3 separate regions of the Mus musculus genome follow, and regions 2 and 3 are each linked to region 1. The links are chromatin contacts, called in public Hi-C and promoter capture Hi-C maps. All regions are on one chromosome and are shown on one strand. Each heading gives the region's core, a stretch centred on a gene start, on an enhancer-like site or on the middle of the called end of the contact. The rest is flanking DNA. Distances are from core to core; before and after follow the strand shown.

Region 1 (3,330 bases), core at 583-3,082:
CTCAAAACACATTGGGCAGAGTGGCCTTTGCCAAAGCCATCATACAAGAAGCCCCTAGTCCCACATGGAACTGATCATAGCCTATCGTGTTCCCCTCAGTGTAGGAAAGGTGTTAGCTTACTAACTCTTGGGGAACTGGAAGCTTGAGGAATAAGTGTTAGGCTCCCAGGGCAAGCTACAGACCACGGTTCTGATTTTCAGAGAAAATGGATGTATTGATAACACAGTGAGCTGCTGGGCAGGATGTGCAACTAAGCTGAAGAGACAGGAGCAAAGAGAGGGCGAACATTCCTAATCCAAGGTATACCACAGGGTGATCCAACCTGCAGATACCCATCACCAGCGCTGGCACCTGAAACTACAGCTGCAGCCACTGTCCCTGCCAGTCCTGCACACTAGGTGTTGTGGGTGAGACCTAGCCTCTACAAGGCTGAAATCCCTGCACCAGGGCATCGCTGCCTTCAAAGGCCCAAGAAGGTCTTGTGGACCAGTCCCAGGCCCCAGGCTGGCACAGTAGGTGCAAGAAGTCCTGGGGAAAGTTTCTGCCTGACAGAGAAGCGCTTCCAAACACGGAAGACAGATTCTGCAGGCTCAGAAGCAAAACAGCACCAAAGCAGCCGGTAGCGCGGGACTATAGAAAGGACTGCACGTCACCGCTGCGCCACCAGGGGGCGCGCTGTGCTGGGGGAACTCTGACGCGTAGGCGGTATCTCAAGCCAAGTGGCTTGAGTTCTGAGTTAACCCCCTTCCCCGAGGTAAGTAAAATTCCCTGGGCTTCAGTTGTGCATAGAGCAGGGACTCTTCTTGCTGGAATGTCGTAAGTAAACCCCCTTATTTAGATATCAATCTATTGCTGTGACATTTGCCTCGAAGTAGTGGCAGTGGTGAACGGGAGAGAAAACCCAGAGGCTGTCTGTGGTACAGGGCTGCTGAACACACAATACTGTTTTCTCTGTGTTAACATAGGAAAGAATTCTTCAGCAAACTTTTCCAAAACGAAGGGCCCTGAACGGACTTATGAACAGCAAGCCAGAACGTCCAGGTTTTCTTACTGGGTCAATCTCAGGATGTCCAATCCTCTGGCATCATGGACTCCCCATCGTTCTCCACCACAGGAGGCCTGTAACAGGGAAACCCATTTTGTGGCCACTAAACAATATTTAAATAAAATAGAAGACCCAGGTAACAAGGTGGACCACAGCCGTCACTCAGATCTCCAGCTGCCAAGTCCTAAGGGAAGAGTCCCAAGGCCCAGTCCTGGTTGCTGTGATGGTCTATCGAAGGCAAAAGCGTGCATGCATGTAAGACCGACAGCAACACGACCATACGTGCATCTTTACCATAATGAACCCCACGGTGAAGCTCTTCCCTCCCCAGGAAAGGGTTTGGGTGCGACGCAAGGGGCTCCGGGCCACTAAGACTTTGACCACCAAGTACAACCTTAACTATTTCGCTTCTCTAAGGAAACGAGCGCTCAGGGTAGGCGAGATGGCACAGCAGGCAAAGGCGATTGCCGCCAAAGCCGATAAAATTCCATCTAAAATTCTATACTGAGATCCTCATGGCAGGAGTGAGCCTCCTGCAACTTATGACCTCCGCGCGCATCTGTTTCTGTCGCACGTACTCCACCTACATAGGGTGAGAATGGGGAGGAAGAGGGAAGGAAGGAAGAGTGAAGGAGAGAGAAGGGAGATTGTAACAGTAAAAAATAAGCTCTGGAGAGCAGCACTGCCACCGAGGCTCAGTCCCTGGGACCACCGAGGCTCCCGACCTGGCGGAAGCACTTCCGCCCCCATCCATGATGGCGGGAGGGCGGGGCGGGGCTGGCAGGCGGAAGCGGCCGGCGGATCCCTGGCTTAGCACCATGGCGGCCGCGACCGCCTCCTCCGCGCTCAAGCGGCTGGATCTGCGCGATCCCAACGCGCTCTTCGAGACTCATGGAGCGGAGGAGATCCGCGGGCTGGAGCGCCAGGTCCGAGCCGAGATCGAACACAAGAAGGAGGAGCTGCGGCAGATGGTGGGCGAGCGGTACCGCGACCTGATCGAGGCGGCGGACACCATCGGCCAGATGCGCCGCTGCGCCGAGGGCCTGGTGGACGCCGTGCAGGCCACCGATCAATACTGCGCCCGCCTCCGCCAGGCCGGCTCCGTGGCGCCCCGGGTCCCACGGGCCCCGCAGGTCAGTCCGGGATCCGAACCCGCCACGTCCCTCCGCCCCCGCCGCCCGGCGGACCCCACCCCTCACCTTCCGCCGGAGGAGCCCGCCCCTCGCCGCCGCGGGCTACCGGGAGGCGTCTGCGGGCCTTCCTCGGGACGCTGGTCCGCTGCCGAAAAGCCAGCCGGCCTTTTGCTCCGGGAGCCTTCCCGGACTTCCGGACGATTCCCTCGCCTCCCGTGGGTTCGCTGCGCTCTCCTTCCCTTTTAACTGAAAACGCCAGGGGTCTCTCGACTGTCAGATCTCTCCCGTTAGCTCACACCTTCCTGTCAAAGTCATTCATTCATTCCCCATCCCACCCTGAGCCCGACCGAGCCTGGAGAATTGGGGGAGGGTAGCCTCAGCCGTCAGACCCTCCCCCTTTTAATAGGTGAGCAGTTTCATTTCAGGCTGGTTTAAAAAACTCAGGGTATCCTGATGTCCTCCCATGAAACGTTTAAGACCCGATGCGGATCGAATTCTGACATTGGGTGTTGGCTTAGGAATGAGCAGAGGGCGCCGAGGGTAAATAGTTTTTAACCTAGGAGAACTTACTGTAACAGAAGAAGAAATTACAAAAGCACACTAGCCCACATGTGGAGCCAGCTTTCTTGCGCTACTTAGGTGTCAGAAAATCCAAGCCAAAAAAACTAGGGCAGTATAATGAACGTGGGCAAAGAAGGTTGGAACTTTGTCAGCCTGTCACTCCCTAAGCTACACATTAAGTACAGCCCCCTTCCCAAATGGACAGACTTAGCTGGCTAGCTTCAACTATGTAAGCCCAGTCTTAGAAATGGATTGATTTTCATGGTTATGGCTGGTGCATTTCTGGGGGAATGCCCTCTCCGTTCAAATCATAAACAGGAGCCTCCCAAGATGTTCTTGAAGTTTACATTCTAATTAAAGAAAGAAATTCTTGGGAAATTGAATTTTTAAAATATGAATAATTTAGAATGGCAGTAGAAAATAGTTTAGCATAAAGGTGATTAATCGCCACATGTCCATTTAATGTAATAGTTCGGAAGGAAGGAGTGAGTTAGGTGTGGCTCCTCCCCAGTAAGGACAACTGAGATTTGGAACATTGACGTCTCTGGCCAGCTATGCTGCTGTAACAAAAGATTTAACACTGGATAGTT
Region 2 (3,330 bases), core at 347-2,846, 1.5 Mb after region 1:
CAGTCACACTGGGTTAGGGGCTTGTCTCAGTTAATTTTCCCGTTGCTGTGATAAAATACCCGGACACAAACAGCGTGTGAAGAAGGGAAGTTTGGTTAGATTCCATCGAGACGGGGGAAGCCCCAGCAGCAGGAGCCTGAGGCAGCTAACCTCAAACAAGCAACAGAGAACAAGAGGTGTGATCTCTTCCTTTTCATGCTGCCCTCCTCTGGAGTGGGTCTTCCCACCTCGGTCAACCTAATTAAGATATTCCCTCACAGCATGACTCTAGGGCCTGCCAAGTTAATGATCAGTATTAACCATCACGGAACCCCTATTCCAGTATGGCCCAGTTCTAACCTACATCTCTAATGTTCCTGTTGCCAAGGAAGGCCACACACATTTTGGGTACCAGTGCCTAGGACTTCAGCATATCTCTTGGGGGACACGATGTACCCCCACAACATTAGTTTTCAGTGGACGGTGAGCAAGGGGCAAGCCACTACCCCTCTCCAATTCCCACCTCGACAAAGTCACCTCCATCCAGGCTCCGGGATCTCCTCTCAGCTGTCATGAAATAGTTCCTGCTGATGTACACAGCCATTTCCCAAGTCATAGTCACCCCAAAGCCAGCCCTCACTGCCCTCACCTAAAAAGTTGAGGGGCCCAACCCCCTTCCTACACCCCGCATCCAGTCCCCGCATCCTGTTCCTTTCTATACAGCGTTGAGATGTTGAAAAGTTGGCCCACAAGCTACTGAACCCTGGTATGTGCAACCCCAGATTCTCCATATCCCCCGTCATCCGGAGCTGCAGGGTTCCTGGGCTGTACTAGAAACAGCTCAAAACGACCCACGACTTCATGAATTCCTGTGGCACCCACTCGGTGGCTAGGCCTAGGCCTTCCCTGAATAATGTTGGCCCTATCTTGTCCCCTTGGAAAGATGGGCTTCAAGAGCTCACCTTCCCGTGGTGGGAGGACATCAGGGGCTTAGACTAACAAATGAGGGAGAAACATGGCAAAGAGCTCCAAGTGTTAGCACCACCCAGGAGCTCCCCAGATGGTCAGTGCGCTCCAAGGTGAGTGTCGGTGAAAAAGTAGGCTCAGATGAGCTGAGGTCTATCAGAACCGCTTGGGTGCTAGTCTCAGAATGCAACTTCCTGTCCAACATTGTTCAGGGACGTCCCCAGCTTCTTGCCTGCAGGTAAGTACCGGACTGTCAACTGGCTGGAGCTCGGGCGCGCCCTGCTGGCCACTGCATTGCCGCAGTAGGAAACCAAGCCCCACACCTTCCGCAGCTAGCTGGGTCTCCCGGGTCCGCAGCCTCGATGGCAATCTAACTTCACCACTGCGACCTTAATGGGCTGGTCCTGTAGCAGGACTCATTCCGTGCTGTAAGAGCACTAAACTAGGCTAATGTCTCTCAGGGGGACTGCCACTCCCTAGGGTGTGCATTCTGCGAGTCTCAGACGTCCTGGCTGGCGTCGTCGAGGGGATGGCGGGACGGAGGGAGGAGTCTATCAGGGTCCGAGCCGGTTGGTGGATGGGGAGGGAGGAGTGGGCGGAGCCTAGGGCAGGGCGGTTCCTCGCTCTCCCTCGCTTGCTTCGAGCCGGGCTCACCTCTGACTGTCCGGGGACATGACTGGCACACCAGGAGCTGCTACCGCTGGGGATGGCGAGGCCCCTGAGCGCTCCCCGCCCTTCAGCCCGAACTACGATCTCACCGGCAAGGTGGGTGGGCTCTGCGCTCAGTGCTGGGGACCCCCCAGGCCGGCACTTAGGGACATCCCTCCCGATGTCCTTTGCCTTAGGACCCTGTCCTTCCCTGTCTACACCCCTCTTCTGGAAGTGTCAGCTGGGTCTCTGGTCTGGGGCATAACCCCTGGGCTCATCCCAGTCTCTAGGGTTCTAGGCTGACCTCGGAGGGCATGGGGTAAGGCAGATCTGAAAGACTAAGACTCCCCCACCCTAGGAACAAAAACCCAGTTCCTTCTGCCACACTTTGGAATACTGGGAGACAGGGACTCTCTGAAGACACAGACAGGGCATCCCCGCCTTCAGAGGCATCTCAAGGTTAATGCCCTTTTTGAGCTAAGCCTCAAAAAGTGACACCTGTCACAGGCGTGCAGTGCTTTGGGTCCCCACTCAGCGGTACATCCCACCCTTCCCCTCCCCACTGCCTCCAGACATAGACTCACAGCTCCTTCCCAACACCCCAGGCTGCATGTAGCCAGCCTACAAGTCCACTTGGGAATTTTCAGAAGCTGAGAAAGAACATGGCAATTAGTGACCATGGCCCACTCTCCCCCTCCCCCCGCCCGGCCCCCCGACGACCTTAAAGGCAACTCTCTGGGGTGCATACATTCTGCAGGAATGCCCTGAATAAAAGGATGTCTGTCACCACCTCTCTTATTGGTGTCCTTGGCTTAAGCAAGTACATGGAACTCTAAAAAGAGATGCTGAGCCAGCCAGCCTCTTGCACTATTTTTCTACAGGGTTTAGGAGAGAGAAGTAAGAGCTATGCCAGGTAGAAGTGATGCCTGGTCTTGAAGGGTACCTGCCTCTTTCAGGGTCTTGGTTCCTCTCAAACACCAGATCTCACTCTCACTAGGAGCTTCACATCTCCACCCCCTAGGGTTTCAGGGGAAGCCAGTCAGCCAGCCTACCCACCCAGAGACGTTGAGATAGGCGTCCTGTGTGGGCTTGTGGCAGGAAATGGGGCTCTAAGTCCTCAGGGGAGGGGAGTTGCTGATGGCCAGCCCCCACCCCCAGGCTGATGGGGATCTCCTGACCTCCTAGCCCTGCAGGACAACTGAGCTGTTTACCTAGGAGGTGGCAAGGCTGAGCAGCTGTTTGTGTTTGGTGGACTTGATGGGCTGGGTGACCGGCTGCATCATTTGCTCAAGGCAGCTGTGATCTGTAAAGTACACAAATACCGGTATTCGCCTGCCTCCCTCCCTCCCTCCCCCTGTATGGCTGGGGCCCCAGAGCCATCAGAGTGCCTGCTGGGAGCACCTGCAAAATAGCTGACCCCCAGCCTGCCAGGCTTGGCCCAGTCCTGAGTCTGTAGCTGTGGGAAAAGAGCATGATGAGAAAAGATCCTTGGAGCACCTTAGGTCTGGGGTCTTGGGCACTCTTCTTAAGTGGTCCCCATCAATCTTGTCGTTAGTCATTGACAAGCTCCAGAAAGGCTGCAAAGGAACGAGCCCCACTCCCCCACCCCACCCCCACTTTCCTCCTACTATGGTGGGCAAGCCGATGAAAATTTCCCCAAAGCACACAGTAGGGTTTTTATAATTCGGGAACTCAGCCTTGCATCCCTTCCTTTCCGACCCACTCTGACATCTCTGC
Region 3 (3,330 bases), core at 321-2,820, 1.0 Mb after region 1:
AGGACTATAGCAAGACCTGTCTTACTAGAAAAGACTGGGTGTAGGCCTATAAGTCTTAGCTGTACAGGGATGTGGGCTTTTCAAGTCCACAGAACATTTCCATCAACTCAGAAGCCGCTCCCCGACCCTGGCCACTGGGAAGCAGCCACAGCCCAGCCCGGCCCTTGCACTGCAGATCTTGGGGTTTCCTGACTGGATTCCCTTTCTCCCCTGCCCATTAGTCCCTCACCCCACAAGATTTCTACCCACCATGGAATCCTCTGGAGACATCAGCCTAACTGTTCCCTGTGGAGGCACCCCCCAAGCTAGCCACCCTCATGCCAGCTCAGGACAAAAGCACTGGACGTGTTTATAATCACCGAGGTTTAGAGCCTCCCCTCCCTACTAAACACGTGGAAAGACAGGAAACTGGAAAGAGACTTTGCTCATCACTAGGTGTCCTAGGCTCGGGAGGATTCCTAGACAATCCTGGACTAGCGAGACATCTGTGAGAACAAGGTGGGTTAGGGGGTTGATGGTGCCTCGGCTGTCCGGGGCAGATGTAGCAGCCAGGCTCTAGCAACTATAGAACAGAGCTGACTGTGAGAAGTCCTAGCGGCCAGGGAGCAGGGAAGCACTCCTAGCAAGGTTCTTTGATAGAGCAAGAGTGCCTGTTTTAGGGGCACCACAGCACCTAGTTAGAAATTCTCCCTGCCCTCTCTGGGGTCTCCTTTCCTTCCTCTGCCTGCAGCACTAAGCATCCTCCCTCCAGCTGGCTCCCCAGCGCTGTGCCCAACCAAGCCTGGCCCTGACTTGGCTCTCGAGTTTGCCACCTAACGTGTTGACTGGTACCTGCCCACCACCTACCTCCTGCTTAAGACCCTTGTGCAAGCCGGGCGGTGGTGGCGCACGCCTTTAATCCCAGCACTTGGGAGGCAGAGACAGGCGGATTTCTGAGTTCGAGGCCAGCCTGGTCTACAAAGTGAGTTCCAGGACAGCCAGGACTACAGAGAAACCCTGTCTCGAAAAACCAAAAAAAAAAAAAAAAAAAAAAAAAAAAAAAAGACCCTTGTGCTCCCAGCTTCAAGGCCAGGCTGCTCTACATAATGAGTTCCAGGACAGAAAGCATAGTGAGGCCCAGTCTGGGGAATAATTAATAATAATAATAGTAATAGTAGAATGAATTAGGGACTAGCCCAGCCTCCTAGGTAATGATTACTAATTATCCACTGGCTCTTTAGTCTTTTTTTCAAAATCTTGCCTTTTTTTTAAGATCAGGTCTCACATAGCCCAGGCTGGCCTCCAACTCATAACAGACCTGAGGAAGACCTTTGAATTCTTGATCCTTCTGCCTTACCATCCTAAGGCACGCACCATCAAACCTGGGCCACTATTCTGATGTTGATAGCAAGGATCAGGGCATGTTTTTGAGCCCAATTTCTGGAGTGGGTGTGTGTGTCCAGGAATTGGCTCAAGAGGAGGGGTGGGGCAGGGCCCGAGGTGGGGGCGGGACCTGAGCAGAGCCTCGTGCATGGTGGGGCGTGTCCTCGCCTAGGGCTGGATATGGGGCGGGGTTTAGGCGAGGCGGGGCCGGGTCGCTTCCGAGCCGGGTAGTGGTGGTAGCGGCGTTGGCAGGGGCAGTGGACCCGCTGCAGCTTGTGCAAGCCATGCCGGCGGCGCGAGTGGAGTACATCGCGCCCTGGTGGGTCGTGTGGCTGCACAGCGTTCCGCACCTCGGCCTGCGCCTGCAGCGAGTAGACAGCACCTTCAGCCCCGGCGACGAAACTTACCAGGAGGTAAGCCCATGAGCCGAGCCACGGAGAGGGACCCTTAGAGTGAGAGCCAGAGCCGGCCTGCGCTCGCCCAGGTCCCACTCCTTTCTCTCTTGCCTCGGCATCCCGCGCTCTCCGCGCTTCTCAGACCCCCTTGGTCCCCATTTGGGCCCTCTCAGCTCTCCCGGGTTCCTTGGCCGGGACGCTCGACCTAGCTGGAAATCTCGGAGTTGGTAAAGCTGGAAACACTGGGGAAGAAGAGGAAGGACGCGGAGGCTGCGCTCGGGTGGCGGGGGCTGAGCCTTCCAAAGACTTACAGTGGGGGTGGGGCATCTGAATCGGCGTGACTGGCGGCCGAGGTGTGTGGGTGCTTAGAGGTGCTGCAAAGTTCCCCTTCTGAGACTCCCGACACCAGACGATTTCTCTCCCGGCCCTGATGGCCTGAGAAAAAGTTTAGGCAGAAACCGACTTGAGTCTCCGGAGTCCTTTGCGCTCCTTTCCCCAGCCCCAGCCCCAGCCTGAAGGGTAGCAGCCACTGCCAATACCTCTGCCTTGGCTTCTTCACAAAGGCTGCGGGGCTGAAAGAAGCGGCGTGGGTGACTAATCTCTTGGATGCCAAAACCCCACAGCTGTTGGAGTCCAGGATGGAAGGTGGCTTCAGATCCACCCCGTCTCGCACCACGTCCAGCATCTACCCCGTCTGTTCTGGTGTTCCTTCCCTATAAACTTCTAGGCTCTGAAATTCTGAGGTCTTGGTTCCCGGGCCAGCTACCCTCCTTATCTTTATACTTCTTAACTGTCCCTGATGAAGGGGGACGTTCCCTTGCGGGTTTGGAGGTCAGGTCCAGGCTTCTGACCTCCTTTCCAGACCCTGCAACGGTCTCTCAGCAGATCTCAGCCGCGGTTAAACCCACGGCGGCCTCTGCGGCCCGGCTGAGTCAGTTCCCTCTGCTGGGTCAAAGATTCAGGGGCTGAGGCGACTTGGGAGGAGGCCCATTATTAGTTCAGAGCACTGTGCTCATGTTGGACTTTGACCTGCAGTGGTTGGCACGGTGTCCTAATCTCCATAGTGGGGCATCTGGCTGAGCAGGGCTTCTCTAGACTGCCCAGGAGTGGCTTCTTGTCCTCCCAGATTGTCCTCGTTCTGAGGCCAGGGGCTCCCGAACCGTGTGCTGTGCTCTGCCCAAGAAGAGCCAGTACCCCAGAGTCTAATTATAACTTTCAATGGCTCTACTACTTGCGGGCTTGGGCTGTTGGTTTCTGTTCTTCTGGGAGGATGGGACCCCCTTTGTGCTACTGGAGGCACTGTCAGCCCTAGGCACTGCAGCCGCCCCCGCCCCCCCCCACCCCCGACCCCCCTCGCCCCCCCAGTCTTGTCTGGCCCTGGAAGGAAGACTTGTTCCCTGAGGCCTGGTGGCTACTGGCAAAGCACCAGGGAGTCTTCCTTCAGCTAATGCTTAAAAGGGGACGGATATGGTTTCCGAACAGCTGTGTTGGGGGTGTGGAGAGAGCCCTGGGTCCCAACCATATTTTCTCCTCTCTCCTGGAAGAAATCTAGCCCCTCAGCTGGGTCAAGGGA

Evidence for each region. Promoter capture Hi-C pulls out the DNA fragments that hold promoters and counts their contacts. A called contact is a pair of places that touch in the nucleus more often than the background predicts.
Region 2: a contact with region 1 is called in a promoter capture Hi-C map of liver, with 6 times the contacts expected there. The contact joins the promoter of Rab37 here to the promoter of Cog1 in region 1. A contact is called at or near these places in 2 of 39 promoter capture datasets (liver and pre-B cells) and 1 of 115 datasets of contacts at active chromatin or transcription factors (pancreatic cancer cells).
Region 3: a contact with region 1 is called in a Hi-C map of the G1E-ER4 cell line, with 6 times the contacts expected there. The contact joins the promoter of Ttyh2 here to the promoter of Cog1 in region 1. A contact is called at or near these places in 1 of 39 promoter capture datasets (liver), 1 of 15 datasets of contacts at CTCF or cohesin (pro-B cells), 4 of 484 Hi-C or Micro-C datasets (all in the G1E-ER4 cell line), 6 of 115 datasets of contacts at active chromatin or transcription factors (T-cell acute lymphoblastic leukemia, embryonic forebrain, kidney and 3 more) and 3 of 9 other capture datasets (adipose tissue, liver and pancreatic islet).

Annotation. Positions count from the first base shown.
Region 1 is chr11:113,647,697-113,651,026 of GRCm38.p6, forward strand. It overlaps Cog1 (component of oligomeric golgi complex 1), which reads left to right and starts at 1,833. Exons shown (of 14, transcript NM_013581.3): 1 at 1,833-2,179. The coding sequence starts at 1,865. It also overlaps a transcript of Slc39a11 not described here.
Region 2 is chr11:115,152,582-115,155,911 of GRCm38.p6, forward strand. Rab37 (RAB37, member RAS oncogene family) reads left to right here and starts at 1,597. Exons shown (of 9, transcript NM_021411.4): 1 at 1,597-1,710. The coding sequence starts at 1,618.
Region 3 is chr11:114,673,898-114,677,227 of GRCm38.p6, forward strand. Ttyh2 (tweety family member 2) reads left to right here and starts at 1,571. Exons shown (of 14, transcript NM_053273.2): 1 at 1,571-1,775. The coding sequence starts at 1,647.